Linked DNA regions of Mus musculus: regions 1 and 2 are each linked to region 3. Evidence: chromatin contacts called from public promoter capture Hi-C data. All regions are on one chromosome and are shown on one strand. The core of a region is the stretch at or near the end of the contact, and the rest is flanking DNA. Distances in the headings are between cores, read along the strand shown. Region 1 holds the start of Rgp1 (RAB6A GEF compex partner 1). Region 2 holds the start of Tmod1 (tropomodulin 1). Region 3 holds the start of Grhpr (glyoxylate reductase/hydroxypyruvate reductase).

Evidence for each region. Promoter capture Hi-C pulls out the DNA fragments that hold promoters and counts their contacts.
Region 1: a promoter capture Hi-C map of liver shows a contact between it and region 3, with 2.9 times the contacts expected there. The contact joins the promoter of Rgp1 here to the promoter of Grhpr in region 3. A contact is called at or near these places in 2 of 39 promoter capture datasets (both in liver).
Region 2: a contact with region 3 is called in a promoter capture Hi-C map of embryonic stem cells, with 7 times the contacts expected there. The contact joins the promoter of Tmod1 here to the promoter of Grhpr in region 3. A contact is called at or near these places in 2 of 39 promoter capture datasets (embryonic stem cells and hippocampal neurons), 1 of 115 datasets of contacts at active chromatin or transcription factors (astrocytes) and 1 of 9 other capture datasets (pancreatic islet).

The regions. Positions count from the first base shown.
Region 1 is chr4:43,576,576-43,580,209 of GRCm38.p6, reverse strand. Rgp1 (RAB6A GEF compex partner 1) reads right to left here and starts at 1,475. Exons shown (of 9, transcript NM_172866.3): 1 at 1,207-1,475; 2 at 701-835; 3 at 187-323. The coding sequence starts at 816. Gba2 (glucosidase beta 2) reads left to right here and starts at 1,346. Exons shown (of 17, transcript NM_172692.3): 1 at 1,346-2,194. The coding sequence starts at 1,863.
Region 2 is chr4:46,037,082-46,040,813 of GRCm38.p6, reverse strand. It overlaps Tmod1 (tropomodulin 1), which reads right to left and starts at 1,592. Exons shown (of 10, transcript NM_021883.2): 1 at 1,505-1,592.
Region 3 is chr4:44,979,598-44,983,241 of GRCm38.p6, reverse strand. It overlaps Grhpr (glyoxylate reductase/hydroxypyruvate reductase), which reads right to left and starts at 1,848. Exons shown (of 9, transcript NM_080289.2): 1 at 1,708-1,848; 2 at 233-363. The coding sequence starts at 1,790.

The DNA.
Region 1 (3,634 bases), core at 226-2,725, 1.4 Mb after region 3:
AATTCTTTCTGTTGTAATAAGGTAAGTCTTATAGTCCCAAATCAAGCTACCTTCCCTTCCACCACTGATGTGTTGGTGACCATGTCATACAAGAACAACTTAACTTTACCCTGGGGTGACAATAACTTCCCCTCCCTCCATGACAAACACACACTCTCTCTCTCTCTCTCTCTCTCTCTCTCTAACCTCGGTGTGGCAGAAAGACAGTCTGGCTGTCAGGCTGGACGTCCGGCTGACTAGAGTCAGGGGGTGGCAGTGCTACTCGACTCTCGCTGGCATGGAACTGGCAGTGGATCTGGGCACTGGCCCAGGCCAGAGCCTCACTGTGGAAAAGGGAAACGAAGGTATGGGAACCTAGTTCTTGACTTCACCAATACTTTCTCTAGAAAACTGTCTGACCAAGATCACCAAGGTTAGATGACTATCTTAGTGACCAGGGAATCCAGAACCCCTGAAATAAAACCATTACACAACAACATCAAGTACATTGAACTCAAAAAGGAGTGATACCGGGAGGAGGAGCAAAGGAGAGTAAGGGGTCCTGCCATCCACATATTTGTTTAAAAGCCCTTCATTACAATGAGCAAGAAGGTGGTGATTGATGCTAGTGTAGTTACTGAACAACCAAAGCTCTAATTAGAACGAGCGATACCAGGCTTCCTCCCGGAAGGGCCACCACCTCCAATACCAGCATCCCCACCTGGATGCAGAAGTGGCGGTCGGGGGAAGGGGATTAGTGACAGTCACCACACATTCCAGAGCCTCCCCCGCCAGAAACACAGGACCTCTGCTCAGCTCAGCTACCACTTCGATCATGGCAGCTCCGGAACCAAATCTAGAAGGAAACAGAGTGCCAGAAGTCAGTACGGGGAAATGAAGGAAGGAGTGTTTAAGACCTAGGCTTAAGTCTAGACCTGAGTCCGAGGGGGGCAAGAAGTGGGTTGTTTTTTTTTTTTTTTTCAAGTTTCAGTGAGGGTGGGAAGCACTGGGGTTTAAGGAGCTGGTGGGGTGGCGGAAACTGACTCCGAACTGCCTGCGGGAGGGCGTCGCTTTAGCTCCAGACCTCCTTGCGCCCAGGGTTAGGCCCCTTGCGCCGCCTCCCAGGCCTGCCTCTGTCCCCGCTTCCCTCGAGGCTCCACGTCCTAGCCCAGGACATCGCCGCGCGTCTCCAAACTCAGATTCTTACGCATGGAGGTCCTCACCTACCCGCCCCTGCGAGACCGGCTCGGAGCTCGGTGGCATCCGCGGAGTCTGTCGCGCGGCAGAGGCGGGACTTCCTTTGTCACATTTCAGGGTTGAGGCGCCCCTTCCGGTCCGACTTGCGGGGTGCTTCCGGCCGGAAAGGGATCCGGTGGTCCCGGGTCTGCGGGTCACCTTCCCAGCGGTGGCACCTGAGCGTGGGCGCGGGGGATCCTGGCTGCAGGGACCCGGTACCCAGCCCTGGAGCCGCTGGAGCCGCAGCCCGGGGCGGGGCCGAAGGTCGCCGGGAGCTCCTGGGCGGGTCCCAGAGGCGGTGCTTTGCGGGCAGGTACCGCGGCACCGCCCCCGTCCGTGGAGCTGGTCGGCCCTCGGCCGGGCGTGCTAATCACCGCGGCCCAATGACAACAAGGCCCAACCCTTCCCGCCTAGGATCTAGAGACGCGACCCAGGGAGAGGCCGTGGCGACTTTGTTGCTGTAGCCGCTGCTGCAGCAGCAGGAGCTCTCTGACTTTACCCAGATACCAACGTCCCACGGCTTTCCCCAGCATCGGGCCCTCCCGGACTGCACCTAACTGCAACTGGCATCAGCGTTTTGAAACGTCAGAAACCTGTCAGAGGGAACCGAGGCCACCGGGGTCGTGAGGACCCAGGATCCAGTGAACATGGTAACCTGCGTCCCGGCCTCAGAGCAGGTCGGCTGTGCCGAAAGAGATTCCCAAGTTTATTGTGAAGATACTGGCGGCACTGAGGCTGTGCGGGTTACAGACTGCGGGAGCCCCGAGGATAGTGGACCCCAGGATGAACCAAGCTACTGCAATTCAGAGGACTCTGGGCAGCTGATGGCCTCCTACGAGGGTAAAGCTAGGGGCTACCAGGTGCCTCCTTTTGGCTGGCGGATCTGCTTGGCTCACGAGTTTGCAGAGAAGAGGAGACCTTTTCAAGCTAACAACATCTCTCTCAGTAATTTGGTAAAGCACCTCGGTATGGGCTTGAGGTGAGTGGATTCCGTTGCCTAGAACGCCGTGGTTCCTATGATCCCATTCAGGCTCCCTGCCTAGGTTGGAAAGGTGGGCAAGCTGCTGGGCTCCTAGTTCTATTCCAGCCAGGTATACCATATCCCCTGCATTCTTTAGCCCTGCAGTTTTTGAGGGTGGAACTGAAGAACATTTTGTTTTTCCTTCATCCCTCTTTTCCTAGCATCTTGTCTTCTCGGAGCATTTAGTCCTGAAGTCAGTCTTTCCTATTTAACTGCTGGTCCCCCTTCCCCCCACCCCCACCCCCACCATGCACTTCCTCTTTCCCAGGCGTCCCTTTGAGATTAGCTATAATTTGTAACACGGTAGGAGAACGCCAGTCTCTGCTGTGCTTGATACAGTGTTTTATTTTTTGGAAGAGGAGGTTCTTTAGGCTGCATTACCCTGGCAGCTGACACCTTCTGTGTACCTTATTTAAGCGCATGCTTCTTCAGTCCCAGAATTCTTATGTCTCTATCCTCAAGCTCTGATTCCTGGAATAGTTGATCTTGGCTGTTGTCAACCCTAAAGAGAGGGTGAGAAGTTCACTCTGTTCTGTGACAGATGGCTTCCATACCAAAAATAAAAGCGAAGTTGGGATTGGGCAGAGTCCTAGAGTGCCACCTACTTGGGAGGCTGAGACAGGAGGATAATTTGAGCCTAAGAGTTCAGGGCATACTTGAACATCACAGTGAAAGCATCCTCCGGTAACAAGTGGGGAGAGCTAGGGATGAAGCCCGGAAGTAGAGAGCATGCCTTCTACCACGGAGATGCCTCCCCAGACCTCTTCAGATGACTTTAGCCAGCAGTGCTTTGCTGGTCTTCCAGCGTTTCCTCATATCCCAGAGGTTACAAACACTGCAGGGCAGGTTCTACAGAAGCTTCTGGATTCCCCACTGAGTTCAAGGACTAGTGATGAAGGAGCATTCCGATGAACAGGAACAGGCAGACAGACAGACAGAGAGCATCATTCTGAGTCACTTCACATATAAACACAGCACTGGGGAGGGAAGCATAAAAGTCACCAAACTCAGCCCCCAAAGCTTCTAAAGTAAGGGTCCCTTCTCTGCCGCGGTCGGTGCCGTGGAGCTGTGGTGGGGAGGCCACTTACCTAAGCCTAGCCCTAGGCAGTGAAGAGGGCCTGGCACTGCCTGGACATTTGGCTCCTGCGGGTGGCCCATCTCAGAGAGTCGTCCCTCCAAGTAAGTTAGGAAGCTAGTGGTCAAAGCAGACAAAAGTAACTTCAGGAAGAGTTTGTTTGAAGGTACGACCCGTCTGTCTGTCATGGCAGAGAAGTGATGGTGGCAGTCACACGGTATCGCAGCCAGGAGCAGAGAGCAATGAAGGCTAGAACTCGACCCTCTTTCTCCTTTCTATCATGACTCCAGGACCCCAACCCATGGAATGTAGTCACCCACAGT
Region 2 (3,732 bases), core at 343-2,842, 1.1 Mb before region 3:
CTTAGGATGCGAGGCACCCAAGAGCCAGTGGCTGTCTAAACCGTGGACTGCAAGGCTAGCTCATTAGAGAGCAGATGCCAGAGTGACAGGCGCCCTGTCTTCACTCTGCCTGTTTGTTGTGAGGTTTGAAGTCGGTGAGAATCTTCCTATTGGGTGATTCCCCTTTCACTCATTTATCTGTGAAGCCCGGAGATAGCTTTAGAGAAAACGGAGCGATCTTCAGGATCTATTACTAGACTCTCCACACTATTACTCCAGCCTGGGAAAGTCCCAGACATTAGCAGATCACAAAAGAGGGGTGCAGAGTCCCCAAACCTGCCAGGAAAGGTCGGTAGAGACAGGAAAGGCAAGCAGACTGCAGTGGGGGTTGGCATGACCTTGAGCAAAGGGTTCTGAAGCCCTTACAGGGGCAACAGTGGGACCCAGGGTGAAAGATAAACCCTGTGGGAGGGAGCCCCCACTAAGAAAGAACCCAGAATCTGGGTTTAGAGTCTGGCTCTGCCAGGTCTTCGGAATCTCATGGGGAAAGCTGAGAGAGGTAACTAAACAGAGAGCTGGGGAGGTTCCGGGTTAAGGGAGTTATCACAGGTGCCACACAGGGAACTGAATTGCCTGAGCCTGCCCAGTTCATTTGGTCACTTGTTTTGCCGAGGTGCTGCTAGCAACTCAGCCTAGAGATGCTCCCAAACACCCCAGGCACACTTCCCAGGCTATTCCGAGGGCCACAGTGGGTCCTAGGCCAGGATTTGAGTTCCAAGAGCCACCAAAGTCTCTGACTTTTGCAGCTGTGTCCTCAGCATCCTTACCCTGCCTGAAACTGCAGAACAGGTGCAGGGGAGTGTAGGCAGTTCAGAGCACGCCCTGGCCACTCTCGTGGCCCCGGGTACCATCTCTTTGAAGGACCCTAACTTCACCTTACAAACAGGAAAACGAGATCCAGAAAAGAAAGGAGGGTTGCCTAGGCCGCCCCTCAAACTGGAGACAACCAGTGGCCTCCTGCCTCTACCTGGTTGCGCGCAGCGAGGCAAGCGCAGCTGGTGCTTTAAACCTCAGCTAGTTCCAGCAGTTTGGGAAACTTTTCAGGCGCCGGCCAGATCGGTGCTCAGAGGACTCAGCGTCCCCCGAGCGTGTATCCCCTTCCTCCCCAGACTCCCAGGAGGGCTCGTGACCAGCTCACAACGTGCCAATGCCCAAGGCACCCCGGGCGGCTCCCAAGGTCCCCGGGAGACCAGGTCTAGTGCCCCGGGCGCCCTGACTAGGGTTGGGCGCATCAGGCTGCAGGGACGCTTAGCGCCAGCGACCCGATCATCAGGCTGGGGAACCGGACCCCGATCCCCGAAGGCCACCCGAGGCGGCGGCTATTTATAGAGGGAACCGTGCTCAGTCCCTTCTCAGCGGCTGCGACAGCTGAATATTTTGCCCAGATATGGCTGCGCCCCGGCGCGGCGGCAGGGAGCCCCGCGAGGCCGAGGGGGACCTAGGGATGGCGGGCGGGGGGTCTTACCGGGATGCGGGGTGGCGCGAGCGCGGGCGGCGGCAATGAGCGGAACGCGGGGCTTGGCGAGTTCCCTGGCGGCCGCGGGTGGGAAGCCGGGGGCGGGCCCTGTTCTGCTGTCACCGCGCCCCGCCCCAACCCGCCGCCCTCCCCGCCCTCCTGCTCTACCAGGGGCGACAGGGTGCTGCGCGGTCCCCGGCCTGGGAGCAACACTCGCTATTAGGATCTAGGGCCACCCCAGCCCCGGAGGCAGGGGAATGTGTGGTTCCCTGCCTTGTTCTCGGTTTCTCCAACTTGATTTTATGCTACGTTGGAGGTATCTGGACAAAGTCGCGCAGATCTTTACTCTCGTCTAGAATGTTCCAGTAAAGTCAGCACAGCTACACCTAGCTTCCTTTGAAGAGGCAACCTGTCCCCTCGGCCAGGACTGGCACGGGCCCAGGGCTTAATAACCATCTGTGGACGTGCAATTCCAACGCAGAATTGAACGCCTTCTCCCTACACAGCATTGAGACTGGAGCGTCCGAAATCACCACTTAAAATAATCGGAATGAAAGTTCCTCCTTCTTAAAAGGCTAATGTGTTCTCTCCAGAACAAACCACTTAAACCCAAACCGAAGCCTTTAAGTGTTTCAATAAACAAACGGCTCCTACCAACGAATCCAAACAGGCACAGGGAACATCTCCGTTGGATTATCCTACCGTATTTTTTGGTGAGGGAAATCTTAATTCCTAGATGCCTAAGGAGAAACGCTGAAAAGTATTTTCCTAATGCATTACTGTATTATAAAACCCTCGCCCTATTAAGAATGTCCTTTTCAAGGGAGAAGTGGGGTGTATTTTTAAACAAAGCAGGGACTTACTATTCCCAAGGACTTATTTTTAAGCGTTTTGTTGTGGGTGTAAATACTTTCAGGGCACATATTAGTGTGTAGCTTTCTGAATTTTATAGTAAGAACACCTGTGCAAGCCAACCAACAGCCTGACCCCGCTCCCCAGTCACCCACCTCTCCCTTCTAAGACACTGTTTTGTGGACCCTTCCAGAAGTCTTGCCCTTATTGTCAGGTTGGTGCCTCTTGCTCGCTGCTGAGGCTAATTTGTGACGCACCATTCTTTCCTACTGTTCAATTTATAGGTTTCATCCCCAGCGAATTTACCATATGAACATAATATGGTATTTCCATATGAATGCATCCTATTTTAAAAGTGTACTTTGCTAGTAGTGGAAATTCAGAATATTAGTGTGGCTCAGATTATTCTTTCTCATGGTCTGCAGGAAGCTGAGTTGGAGAGTTGAGTCTCTAGGAGAGATGAGCAGAGGATTAATGCTACTTGCAAGTGGTTCCCACTTAAGTTAAACCACTTCGGTTTAACAAGAATTGCTACATTGTAGCTACACTGGTAGAGAGGAGCCGCATTCATTGAGGCTTTGATCCACAACACCAATGCCCTGTGTTCACATTTGCTGACACCTTTTTGTTTATTGGCCAGCTGGATTTTCTTTTTTTGTGAAGTGTTCGTTCAAACTTCTTGCCTATTTTTACCGAAATACCCAATATATCAACACAATATGGACACATACCATATACCACATATGTAATATGCAACAGTGCGTATCCTTCCACTTTGCTCTTTCTCCTCCAGCCTTTTAAAGACAGCTGTCTCTGGCTCCCAGGTGCTCTGCCAGCTGTGTCTGGTACTTTGCTACCTTAGTCTCTCACAGGCAGGGCTCTGGTCCACTGGGAATGGACTCCGGACTTCAATACAGGCTAGTGGCTAAATTCATGTGTGTGTCAAGCGACCTCACATCACACTAATTTTATCCTTCCATCAAAAAACATAAATGCTTTAAGAATGGAAATGTTTAAGTCAGGGAAATAGGAAAGGCTTCCTTTGGTTGTGTACAATTCAGGGATCTGTGTTCTTTTCTGCTGCTGAAAGACATGGCTATAAAAATCATGACTTTGCAGCTATTGGATGGAACACAGGGCCCCCAATGGAGGTGCTAGAGAAAGTACCCAAGGAGCTAAATAGGGTCTGCAACCCTATAGGTGGAACAACAATATGAAATAATCAGTATCCCCAGAGCTCGTGTCTCTAGCTGCATAAGTAGCAGAAGATGGCCTAGTCGGCCATCACAGGGAAGAGAGGCCCCTTGGTCGTGCAAACTTTATATGCCTCAGTACAGGGGAACACCAGGGCCAAGAAGAGGGAGTGGGTGGTTAGGGGAGTGGGT
Region 3 (3,644 bases), core at 599-3,098:
CCCCACTCCCACACAGGCAACACAAGGTCTTTGCCCTCTTGGAGCCTCCTGGAAACTTAAAAGCCAGATTGGGGACAACACGGGCCAGGTAGAGCTACTGTTGGGGACACCCTCAGAAGACAGGAAAATACATCAGATCAGCTCAAAGGCCGGCTGCAGAGAGCTGAAGTGCTTGCCCTGATAAGACCCTCCCCCGACCTCAGAACTTTGCTCAGGCTGACTCAGGACATACCTGCGGCATCCAGAAGTTTCTTGTCCACACGGTCAGAGAGGCGGCAGAGCAAGCCATGGGCCCCCACCACACCTTGCTCCAGATCCTTTCTGGGGATGGGGTCATCCGAATTCCACTGTTCCACCTCACAGCTGGAAGCAAAAGGCAGCCACTCAAAGGATGCAGGGAGCCTCCGAGGTCCTACAGCATGCACAGCTAGCAAACATGGCCTTCCACCTGCTATGGCCTTAGGCTAGCCTTTGTTAAGGTCATTCGTGGGGAGCCTCAGAACTGTCTGGAGTGTAGTTGAGGAGGGGGTGAAGTGCTGCCAAAGTGGGGAACACTGACAAGAGCTGAAGGCTCCTCTGGTCACGGGAGCACTTGAGTGTGCTTCCTTAGTAGCCTCAAATGTGAGGTGCTCCTCCAAACCCTTCCGTTGCACTCAGAGCAGTCCAGGTGTGTGCACACAGGAGACACTGGACAGTGGCTGGCAGGTCCCCAGGTCCATCTGTCTCTGCTCCTCAGCACCAAAAGTACCAACAAAACAAGTCCTTGGGAAAAACTGTACTGTGCTAGAAAAAATTTCGAAACAAGTCACAGTCCCCAAACCATCAGAATTTAATCCCAGCATTCAAAACGCAGAGGCAGACGGATCTCTATAAGTTCAAGGGCAGCCTGATCTACAAAGCCAGTTCCCGGACAGGCAGGGCTGCTACACAGAGAAATCCTGTCTTGAAAAAAAAAAATCAGGAAACAAACAAACAAAAACTGACTGCCGAGCACTCTCACCTCCTCCCAAACTGGCATGGTAACACAAAGCCGGCAGGACAAAGTGACCCGCCTGCAGCGGATGAGGACTAAGCATAAGGGCCAGGCCTGCCACCTGGAGCTGAGTGACCCCAGGGCAAGGTACAACAAGCCCATCCAGACTGTTTTCAAGTGATGCAGAAATTCTAAAGCTGACTTCACAGTCTGTGTTCACAGCTCCTGGCAAGGCTACCCACTAAACAAGGTTCAATAGGAAGAGAACAGTCATCAAATGGCCCCATCGAGTATCCAAGGAGGCAAGCCAATGACTGTCATAGTCCCTGAACACTACTTCTGCCTGCCAGCTAACCCTCAGTGGGTAAAATTCACAGCCTGCACCTTGCCCCATAGGCAATCTCACTTCACTGAAACATGGAGACCAATAGCCTGGGGCCCGGAGCAAGCTGCCTCCCGGAGAACTACGGCCCCAAACTCCAAGCCAGCCCCTTGGGGACACAGCTGGCAACACCTGAGCAAAGTCCCCATGCGCCAGAGCCACCCTCTCGGGTCCTGGCTCCGCTTCGCCTGCCTGCCAGGCACCCGGCTCTTGAGAGGTGGCCCCCAGCCCTGGGACAGCTCTGGAAGCCCTAGCGGCGTGTCTCCATGGGTGCAGGGGTGTTTGAGGTTAGGTGGACAGGACAGCGTGCCAGGGGCACGGCTGCAGCCCCCGTACCGACGCGGGCGCTTACTCTGCGGCCTGGGCGAGCGCAGCCCTGCCCTCGGCAGGCAACGGGCCAGTGACGAACACCTTCATGAGTCGCGCCGGTTTCATAAGACCCGCAGCAGCAAACACGTACCAGGCTGGCCTTGCAGGAGACGACGGAAGTGTGGGCGGGGCCGGCGTTAGGGGCGGGGCCGGCGCTGGGGGCGGGGCCGAGCCCGGGACCTCTATGGTCTGGTATAGCTGTGGCTGTAGCTTTGGAGACCAAGTGTCCCGGATAGAGGCTCTGTGTTAGTGTGGGTTGAGTGTAGGACTTGGAGAGCCTTCTTTGGTGTGTGTGCTTTCAAGAGTAACATGGCCTCGAGACTGTCAAACACCACTAGGAGCCTGGAGTGAGGGGCATTATGAGGAGGGACCTGTGAGAGAGACCTCTCTGACTATGCTGTCGGTATTGGCAAAGGAGAAAGCCCTGTGAGGCCTATCTTAGCCAAACTATCCCAGAGGCTTCTGGTTAAACACACGGAATTCTAAGCCGAGCCTGACCTGCATGCTGAGGGAGGAGACTGAGGGAGAGGGTCTGAGTCCAGACATTATAGCTTTAATACTTAGAATGATTCCTTACTGGGACTTTACAATTGTGATGATATTTTAGCCCATCACGGGCCACCCAGGCGAGCTAGACACAAGTGCTAACTGTCTGGAAGCAGTTCCTGAGCAAGCAGGGACCAGGTATGCTGAGCCACGGGTAGATCCAGGGTTTGCAGGTAGATGGGACTGAGTCTGGATCTTGGCTTTAACCCTTTCCAGTTGTTTGACCTTTAACCCTAATCTGCATTCCCACCCCTGTTTCTTCAGGCACATCGTGAGGTTAGCATTTCCTTTGAAGGTTGTTTTCACTACTGAACAGGGGTGCTTAGCCTGAGGGTGGCAGAGCTCAAGCTGCAATGCCCAGATGCCTGGGGCTAAATGCCCGATTCACCACCGTGAGCAATTATTAAACGTTGTGTGCCTCCATGTCTTCCTTATCTGTCCCATGGGGATTGTAGTAATGCTTGCCTTGGCTTGTTGAGAGATGAAGTATGTACTGTGCTTATAATAGAGACTAAGGCAGGCATGGCGATTATGCTTATAATCCGGCATTCAAGAGGTAGAGGCAGGACTGTTCAAGGCCAGCCCAGACTTTACGGCAAATGATGCAGATCCTGAAGGCGGTTTAGGACTAGCTCAGGGCCCCAGGCCTGTCCTTCAGCTCTGCAACCTCACTTCAGTCCAAGGGCTGCTCAGTGACTTGGTCTCTGGTCTGGAAGGGCGCCAAGGACAACACAGTGTACTCTTCACTGATTTTATGGGGACCCATGAGGACTCTAGTACAACACACACGCAGTGTTGACAGATGTCAACTGGGCCATTTGGGATGTTTATTTATTTATTTATTTATTTATTTGAAACACATAGTCCCCACCAGCCTCCAGCTAGCAGGAGATGGCCTTGAACTTGCCGGAATTACATGTACCTAGCACACTTCCTGTTCCTATCTGGGTCCAGGCCAAGGCTTTGCACAACCCTTCCCGTCCTAAGTAATACATTAATGTCTCCCCTACTGACCCGTTTGCTAGGTCACTGAGGGGAAAGGAAAGGTCCTGAAATTTGTCAAACATTGACACAAGGTGTTTTCGTGTCCCCAGGCCAGGCCTGCTGGGCTCGGCTCAGCTCTCTCCACATACCCAGGACAGGCAAGGACAGTAGGGCACTGGACACACATGTCAACAGGGGCCGTGTGGGTCGCTCCCTCAAGGCAAATCGTCAGCTGACATTCAGAGGGTACTATAGGTTGGAAAGAATGTGAAAAGAGACCACAGAGCCAGCCAAAGGGCCTACAGCCTGCCCTCCACTTCAGAGGCTGAAGCCAAAGAACACCGGGCATTGACAATGTTTATGGAGGCCTTAGTAAGCTCAGAAGACTGC